Linked DNA regions of Salvelinus alpinus: region 1 is linked to region 2. Evidence: chromatin contacts called from public Hi-C data. All regions are on one chromosome and are shown on one strand. The core of a region is the stretch at or near the end of the contact, and the rest is flanking DNA. Distances in the headings are between cores, read along the strand shown. Region 1 holds the start of LOC139538680 (mid1-interacting protein 1-B-like). Region 2 holds the start of LOC139538678 (renin receptor-like).

The links. A called contact is a pair of places that touch in the nucleus more often than the background predicts.
Region 1: a Hi-C map of muscle shows a contact between it and region 2, with 3 times the contacts expected there. The contact joins the promoter of LOC139538680 here to the promoter of LOC139538678 in region 2. A contact is called at or near these places in 2 of 3 Hi-C or Micro-C datasets (muscle and red muscle).

Annotation. Positions count from the first base shown.
Region 1 is chr14:27,280,041-27,284,951 of SLU_Salpinus.1, reverse strand. LOC139538680 (mid1-interacting protein 1-B-like) reads left to right here and starts at 2,977. Exons shown (of 1, transcript XM_071341021.1): 1 at 2,977-4,911. The coding sequence starts at 3,673. The coding sequence ends at 4,149.
Region 2 is chr14:27,070,204-27,074,971 of SLU_Salpinus.1, reverse strand. It overlaps LOC139538678 (renin receptor-like), which reads left to right and starts at 1,424. Exons shown (of 8, transcript XM_071341016.1): 1 at 1,424-1,580; 2 at 2,416-2,546; 3 at 2,641-2,769; 4 at 2,900-2,995; 5 at 3,117-3,254. The coding sequence starts at 1,505.

The DNA of each region.
Region 1 (4,911 bases), core at 1,728-4,227, 210 kb before region 2:
AATTCTACATCCTCCTAAAAGGAAGCGATTCTGGGGCTCTGTTCACATACACAAACAGTCCCCACATGGCCCCAGGACAGCAAACAATTAGACCCAACCAAATCATGAGAAAGCAAAAAGAAAATTACTTGACACATTGGAAATAATTAACAAAAAAACAGAGAAAAGTTGAATGCTATTTGGCCCTAAACAGAGACTACACAGTGGCAGAATACCTGACCACTGTGACTGACCCAAACTTAAGGAAAGCTTTGACTATGTACAGACTCAATGAGCATAGCCTTGCTATTGAGAAAGGCCGCTGTAGACAGACCTGGCTCTCAAGAGAAGACAGGCACACTGCCCACAAAATGAGGTGGAAACCGAGCTGCACTTCCTAACCTCGTGCCAAATGTATGACCATATTAGACATATTTCCCTCAGATTACACAGCTCCACAAAGAATTTGAAAACCAACCCAATCACATCCTCCCTTAAAATACCTTCTCTTGAAAAACAAAACCGTGCAATTTGTATTTATTTAAATGCTAATAAGCAACAGAGAAGACCTCAGGAATACTACAAATTCCTGCAGGAAGCTCCTGCACATCATCTCTAGCCGACACGGTCAACTACCATTCACCAGCACGATCAGAGATCTGTGCCGAATCCATGATGAACCCATGTGCTATATTGAAATGAATTAAATAAAGTGTTCAACTTCTACCGTCCTCTTTCTCTGTCTTAGCTAGCCACCGACTACACACTACACATTGTCTACTAGCCCAGTCTGAAAAGTACTAGCCTACTGTAGACATGTATAACAGACTTCACAGGTCATTTGATTAGTCATGTACAACAGATGCACTCATGGAATAAACTGTTTGTGTTTTGTATGGGGAAAACATTGATCCCACAAGTCCTTTGTGAGATAGATAGACAACTTTAGCTAACTAGCCAACAAGGTGCCTAATAACTGTAGCTGGCCCACCGGGCGATATTTAGCTAGCTAGTTAACATGCACTGGCTATGTGAAGTCTACTTGGACACCGGGTCCCCACAATTTCCCACTCTTTCACACCGAATAGCCTGAAGCCACAGGACTCTTCTTGCAGGTTCTATTTGGGTGGGAGCATTGCAAACTGTAGGTCGAGATTTTTTACCAGGTTATATGTACATTGAATGACACAGCATGTTTTGTTATTTCTGTATGACAAAAACTGGAGGACAAAGTTGGCTCTTTTAGAATGGGGTTCAATAGGAAATAATTTTTGTTTTCCCCAAATTGTGGGCGTGGTCGATTGAATCCCTTCTTACACAACTCGTAGTATGACAACAAACACTTCATTGAAGAATCTCTACTGTTGACCAATCACCGACAAACATTTAATTGAAGAATCCCTACTGTTGACCAATCACCAACGAAGGGGAGTAGTCTTCAGAACAGCCCCAAAAAAACCTTGCCGAAGACCAAAAAAAAGAAAAACGTCACAAAATGTCGCCATAATATATGCACAAACTGTTACGAACTGTTTCAGATGACGGCTTTAAGAGGAGCAGAGGCAAAATTGAGAAGTATAATTATCGGAATGGAAGGAAGGGAGGGAGGGTGAGACCGAGAGAGATCGACTGACTAAGCAGGTTTTGTCATGTACTGTATGTTGACATTCCTCCCATTCTTGCTGAGCAGTTCAGTGTTTAGAACACTGATTCAATCTGTATAGTTTCTCTCCAGACATTCCAGAACACTCTCTCTACACCCATTATCTCCGACCTGCATCTTTATGTGTGTGTGTGCGCATGTGCATTTGTGTATTTGTGAGTGTATGTGTGTGACACACGAGTGCAAACTCATATTTCTATTTCTACTTTTATCAGGCCCAATCATTACTGCTAAATGGTACTACCTGGAATGAATCATTGCTTGATGTGACTGCTTGGACAGTACTGACAGATTGTTCTTCTTGATTGATTTCTTCTTCTAATTCATCTAAGAGTGAGGTGCAAAGTCCTCATAAATGTAGCTATTTCAAGGATTACCATAGGCCAAATAAATATATTTGGTGAGTGCTGTTCTACATCATGTAGATGGACCAGGCTGTGGTCACAATGATTCAGCACCCTGGTTGCAAGAAATAATAATTTTGTGGTGACTGAAAGCATGTTGTTTGCTATTTCTGTCATGTGTTGATTGTGCTGGTGGTTAACTGTAAGTGTTAACTTATGATTAGAATTCAGACTGGCTGGGCTGAATCATTTCCGCCCGCTTGTTGTGGTGTTTTGCTTACCATGTCAGTGAGTTCTCTCTATGTGGGGCAACCGGTCTCTGTTGATTTCCCCTGTTGATGGTAAACTATTGACCTACAGGGGGGTGGGGGTAGTTTCAGCTGTTCTCATCAGTCTTTCATGGTAAGGGCAATAGGGGTATTAGTTTGGCTCTAACTGTAATAATTACTGTCAAAGGCAAAGCAGCTGATAGATACTGTATATGAATGGGATGATAACATTGTTATGAATATAATAGAATAGAATAACTTTATTTTTTCTACGGCACTGCATCTCAATAGGCTTCATTGTAAATAATTTGTTCTTAACTGACTTGCCTAGTTAAATAAAGGTTACATTTAAAATATAGTTCAGCCTAGTTTGGAAAAATCGCTGATCCAGGAGATGGATTAATAACTTTACTCTGACAACCTCCTATTAGTGTTGGCCTATGTCCTAACATTACAGACCTTGCGGACTCGTCTCCAACAAGAAAAAAGTGGAATGTATAGGGTTAATCCTCTGCTTTCCCCATTGGCAAGGATCCAGCGCTTCGCTTCCCTCCTTCACCCACCGATTGGTCAATAGAGAGCTAGTCCCGGTGCCGAGACAGACAGCCGAACATATGATTGGTTTCAATTGGAGGTACGGTTGTGGGCTGATAGCTTTCGTCATGAATATTCATAACATGGCGTTCTGCTAGGTCAGACCTCGCCCTGAATGGTTTGTCCGGTGAGGTTGCGGGGTTTGATGTAGCATCAGTCATTTTTGTATTGGAATACATGAGAGCAAAATATAGGCCAATGTGAATGAAGTTTGAATTCGATTGCAATGTAAACTATAATTCGTTTTTAGTGTGCTTGGTGTGTGAATGTTTTGAGAAAGCTCACTATAAACCATTGTGTTGTGTTTGAGTGGCTGATGCGCAACACAGGCTGACAATTGCGCGGACATAGAGCCTGCTATCATTTGGTTTGGAGAAGATGCATTCATTGCTTTCTTACTGGGCAGGGGCCGGATAGTAGGCCTATCGCTACTGGGAGGCCAATCCCCTTCATGCAAACTATGCCAACATGTTTTTTCTGTATGTGTACTAGCTCATTGGAGTCCGGTTACTGTAGAGGAAGAATAATCCTGACAAACAGGTTCTGGGCACGCCCTTGGACACGAATCCACCTGCTCTATAAAGATCCGACCGGGGACCAGTAAGAGTCAGAACAGAAACGAAAAGAAGAAGGAATAGGCAAAAGAAGAAACAAGAACAACTGCCAAACTCTCTTCATAGCTCCGTTTAATAATTTAATACAAAAGGACAAGCCGCTTTCCAAAGCCGATTAGAAAGTAGAAGAAACGAACTATCCAGCTCTGGTTGACAGTTATACATTTCATTTTGTTAAAGAAGTTCAAGAATCAACAACAGTCGCCAAGATGATGCAGCTCTCAGAATCCCACCTGCAGAAGAACTCCCTGTTCAACTCCATGAACCGCTTCATCGGTGCCGTCAACAACATGGACCAGACGGTGATGGTGCCCAGCCTGCTGCGGGACGTCCCCCTTGAAGAGGAGAGGGAGATGGCCGCCCTGAAAAGCTCGGGAAACAGCGACATCGAGGACGGCGACATGTACAGCTACTACCAGCTGCTCAAGTCTATCCGTTGCGACATCGAGTGGGGAGTGATGCGCGCCGAGGAAGCCAAGAAGCGAAAGAAGAGCCGGGCTTCCATCTCTCGGTTGGATTCAGCGGAGGAAGATTCTGAGGTGTCGTCAGAGGAAGACGAGGATAACCTGCAGAAGCAGTTCCAGTTCCACATGACGGGGCTCCACGGGGTGCTGTCCAAGCTGACGCAACAGGCCAATACCCTGACCAACCGCTACAAGCAGGAGATCGGCATTGGATGCTACTAAAATGCAGCGCAACGATGATCCCCGATGATCGATTCTCATTCCCTGATGATCGATTGTGTATTATTTTGCGGGAATGAGGTGAACTGAACTGAATAGTCTATAACTGATGAAATTCCTTTGAATGGACGGAGAGAGAAAGAAAATAAGAGAGACAGAAATAAACATTTCTGCTCTCTATATGTGGTATTATTTTACCTTTGTGGTATATTGTGTTGATCCATAGTAATGTTGTGGTTGACCTGCTATGTGGTATATCCGGGTTCCACTACACCTGTTTGCACTCAGATTTTTTACCACCATGTCTATGTTTTATGCACGGTGTTCAATGGCGCCACATGCCTTCAGCTCAAGTGACACAGATAATACACATGTATACATTTATTTAATATTGATGTATTTAACTTGTTACCTCACACTGTATGTTTGAGAGCTGTATATTTCAAGGTTGAAGAAGTGGATGACCTCAGAGACATTTGGCTATATTTTTTAACTTCCCAGTAAGGGAAAATGCGCATGTCTAATATTGCCAGTGTGTCAAATAGTCTGTACAGGTCTTGTATTTTTGCTTATTGTTATGTTTCTTTATTATGTGCTTAGCTAAATGGAGGAGGCTTGAGAGATTCTTGCCTATGATCCCATTGCTGTCCTATATGACCAATGAACTGAAATCAACTGATGGTTCTTCTGCATAGAGAATAATGAAGGATTCCAAGAGGTCATGTTAATATGTTGCTGTTGCCATGGTATTTATGGAGAGGTGAA
Region 2 (4,768 bases), core at 175-2,674:
GCCATACAACACTCCTTCCGTGGCCTCCAACTGCTCTTAAACGCTAGTAAAACCAAATGCATGCTTTTCAACCGTTCGCTGCCCTCACCCGCCTTCCCGACTAGCATCACTACCCCGGACGCTTCTGACCTAGAATATGTGGACAACTACAAATACCTAGGTGTCCGCCTTTCCTTCCAGTTCTCTGCTGCCAGTGACTGGAACGAATTGCAAAAATTGCTGAAGCTGGAGACTTATATTTCCCTCACTAACTTTAAACATCAGCTATCTGAGCAGCTAACCGATCGCTGCAGCTGTACATAGTCCATCTGTAAATAGCCCACCCAATCTACCTACCTCATCCCCATATTGTTTTTAATTTTTTTGCTCTTTTGCACACCAGTATCTCTACTTGTACATCATCATCTGCTCATTTATCACTCCAGTGTTAATCTGCTAAATTGTAATTACTTCGCTACTATGAACTATTTATTGCCTTCCTCCTCACGCCATTTGCACACACTGTATGTAGACTTTCTTTTTTTTCTATTGTGTTATTGACTGTACCCTTGTTTATTCCATGTGTAACTCTGTGTTGTTGTTTGTGTCGCACTGCTTTGCTTTATCTTGGCCAGGTCGCAGTTGTAAATGAGAACTTGTTCTCAACTAGCTTACCAGGTTAAATAAAGGTTAAATTAAAAAAGTAATTTTTTTTTTTTCAAAAGTGCTGAAGAAATAGTTATACTGACTACGTCCATCCTAGCTCACTCATTAATCTTAATTGAAATTACGGATGGCCTGTTATCCGTTTTGTCGTCCCCTTATGCCATAGTTTGTACATCTCAATTGTCAGTAGAAACCACATTTGTTTAAGCAAGTCAGCCATATCAGCTATGTTTTTTTTTTAAAGGCAGTAAATGAGGCTGAATGAACTGTTTCGCAGCCAGACAAGGCTCCGCTGATAGGCAGGTGTAGCAGTAGTAAGGTGTTGGGACTACTGTTGGGAGGGACTCTGCTGTTGGGACAGCTTTTTTTTTCACAGCATATTTTTTCAATATAATTTCAAAATGGTCTAAGAAGAACAACATTTGGAGGGCAATTGAAGCACAGCCAATATGCAGTGATAATGTATTGGGCCTGTAGCCTACTGCACAAACCTCATTGCTACAGAACTGTTTTTAATTGGTTAATGTGGCATTGATTAATATGTTTTATATTGTGTAAAAAATCTGAGGGGTAAATCTCGGTTTGCATTTTGACTCACAAAGTGATGTAAACTCAGAAAAGGTTGGCTGACCACTGTACTACAGTATATCGAATAGCCCCTGCTTGTGGTATTGATTTTCATTACTGAAAATGTAAAAGTACGGAGACAATGAGCTCCATATTGCAATAGCCATACAATGAAAATAATTGCAGAAATCAATCAATGTAATTCTGCAGATTACCAATTCATACCCATCATGCATTGCTACCATCTTCGGGACAAGCGAGTCAGTTGATTTACGTTAGAGCAAGGAGAAAGATGTCGCTGGAAAATCGCCGAAGGATGGAGTCTTTATTCACCGTAGCGCTAATCTTCTGCTCAGCTTTTACGTCAGGTATAAGAGATGGAAATCTTCTGATTATTTACCTACTGATCTAGATGGTTTTCTGGAAATGATCTCATGCAGATAACGTTGTTACTAGTAGCGAGTTCTCTGCTTGAAAATGATAGCTAGCTAAATACAGGAACTAGCTAGCTAGTTACTGCTGAAGAAAAGATAATACGACTTGGAAAAACACTTCCAATCCTGTTGATAGAAAGATAGTAAGCAATCATTTGTGGAAAGCCATGTTTTTTCCACTTTAAATAGGGTGGTATAATGAGTAGATACTGCTTGTTGGGCCTAATTGCCCTAGGATGCTAGCTAGCTAACGTCAATTTGACAGCCAGCAACCCGCACCAGCTGGGAGTGGGACGACATAATCGCCGGCTAACGTGAGCCATTTCCCGCAGTTTGACCCCATTTGTTGTTATGAACAACAATATCTAGCCATCCATCGGTTCATTTTTAGCTGTCAAACTAACCAGACTCTCAGGGGAGCAACTAGCCAGTTCAGTATCATGTGACAGACGGCATACCAAAATCTGATTCACTCAACTTCCTCAAACATTGTTCTGCTTTCCCAGTCACGAGACTCCGGCTAACTAGCTACTGTTGCCCGGCTCTGCCATTCATTAAACAGTGTAATTCGCTGTTTTTAATTAACAGTCAAGTGGGACCAAATAGCAACACTATACTGTCAGAACCGACCTAGATTATCCTCCATGGTCTTATGATATGGCTAGGTATGTGGCCCTTGTGTCCCCTCCACACACAGTATGGAATGACCTTTGCTGTTTAGACGTTATTGGAAGTTGTTTATAGATTTGTTCCTTCTGTTTTCCCTCAGGTGTTCAGGGGGACAGCCTCACCATATTGCAGGCCCCTGAGTATGTGTCCTTCCAAAAGGGAGACTGGCCGATATCAGGGGAGAAGATTCCAGATATGGTGGCTCTGACTATGGGTTTCTCCGTCCAGGAGGTACACACACTGATCCAATGTTTGTGTAGGTGTGCAAGCCTATTTTGTTGTATATTATATACTAAAATCTTGTGTATTGTGTCTGTGTGTGTAGGATCTCTCCTGGCCAGGCCTCCGGGCAGGTCCTTTGTTCCAGCGTCCCAGGGCCAATGTGCTGGTGGTGGTGAGGGGGGTGGACAGCCTGGCCCTGCCCCAGAGTGTGGCCTCCTACCCCCTGGAGAATGTGAGTGTGACCAGTTCCAATCAGTAAGGTGGTGGTTGGGGAGTAGCAAAGTTTTGTGAGATTCCTTTTAATCAGATTTTTCACAGAAGCTCTATTATTAATAACTTATCTCTTGTTCCCTCTCCTGCAGCCGGTGCCCTTCACCCTGGACAGTGTGGCTGAGACGATTCACACTCTCTTTGCTGAGGACACTCCTGTGGTGCTCCAGCTGGCCCCTAGCGAGGAGGTACTGTATGCACCAGCACATTATTGGATGAGCACCTGAGTGTGTGTCGCTGTGTTTTATTATACAGAGGGTTGGTATGTGCAGGTCATGGTAATGTTGTCCTTTGTATGTGTGTCTACAGAGGCTGTACATGCTGGGAAAGGCCAACGCTGTGTTTGAGGACCTGCCTGTGACCCTGCAGCAGATTCGTGCTCGTCTCTCCCAGGATGGCTCTGTGCTCGCCTCCCTGCCACTCAACTCCCTCAGCCGCAATGCTGAGGTACATGCATTAGTCTCGTCACGATACTAACGATACCAGGCCAAGTATCATGATACTGACTAGTATTGCAATACAACAGGGTAAAAAATTCAGTGGCCTAGCGTTCTGTTTGCCCCGTCCCCAGCACGTATTCCCGTTTTCTAAACGTGATGCGCATGTGCAAAACAAACTCACTGATATTTACACTTCTACTCAATACACATATTGAATTTAACTTCACACTGTTCGCTGTATAATAGAATACTGCGTAGAATGGCTGATTTGCTGATATTTGAAAGGCCTACCTGTGATTTGGCTGGTGGAATGGGAGGAAGGAATATCCATACATAATGATCTGCTTTCATTGTAGCAGTAAGGGGGAAAACATTGCATGAAACTGTCTTTACTCTTCAGTTAACATACATACAGACACACACACACTCTACCTCCCTCACACACTCTCTCTCTCATAAACACACACACTCTCTCCCACAAACATACACACGGCTCCCAACTTTAAGAAACGTTAGACACCAAACAGAATGTAAGGAGTACCAGAAAGAACTGTGTGATAGTTTAGGCTTACATTAGACCATATGAATCATACCTTTGAAGCACATCTCAAGAGTAGCAGACACTTTTCCTTTCTTCCTGTGTCAATCAAATTTACCTAGACCTAGTGTCAAGTTACCAGGTTGTTGTTGTTACCAGGTTGTTGTTGTTACCAGGTTGTTGTTGTTGTTACCAGGTTGTTGTTGTTGTTACCAGGTTGTTGTTGTTACCAGGTTGTTGTTGTTGTTACCAGGTTGTTGTTGTTGTTGTTACCAGGTTGTTGTTGTTGTTGTTACCAGGTTGTTGTTGTTACCAGGTTGTTGTTGTTGTTGTTACCAGGTTGTTGTTGCTGTTACCAGGTTGTTGTTGCTGTTACCAGGTTGTTGTTGCTGTTACCAGGTTGTTGTTGCTGTTACCAGGTTGTTGTTGCTGTTACCAGGTTGTTGTTGTTGTTACCAGGTTGTTGTTGTTGTTAACTAGCTAGGTAACATGACTGAACAAAGTTGTTTGTGATCAAAGCCATTAGCGGCCTGGGATTAGTTTAAAACGCCCTGTGAAATGGTTTGTGAAATTATATCAAATGTGCACAAAATCACGTGGGAAGAAAAAAAGGTAGCTCTGTTAATGAGTCATATTTTTCCCCCGTTTGAGCAAAGACAAGCTGTTTCTCTAAGCTGCGAGGATGACTGTCACAAAGTTTTTTCCTCTCTGGCACTGGTGTGTGACAACAAACTTGTAAAGCCTATGACTGGCCTGTGCTGTTGGTTATACCAGGGATGAAATTATATACGGAGTACAAACTTTGCTTGCTCTGAGTGCTGCTCCAATGTACAAATGTAACAACAGAAGACTTATCAGGGTCTGCACCCCCCCCCCCCATGGTTAAATATATTTTTTTTAACTGATGGAGGAATAATGAGCAGACTGAGAGAAGCAGGTGAATGATGCAGGTGAGTCCCGTGTGGCTCAGTTGGTAGAGCATG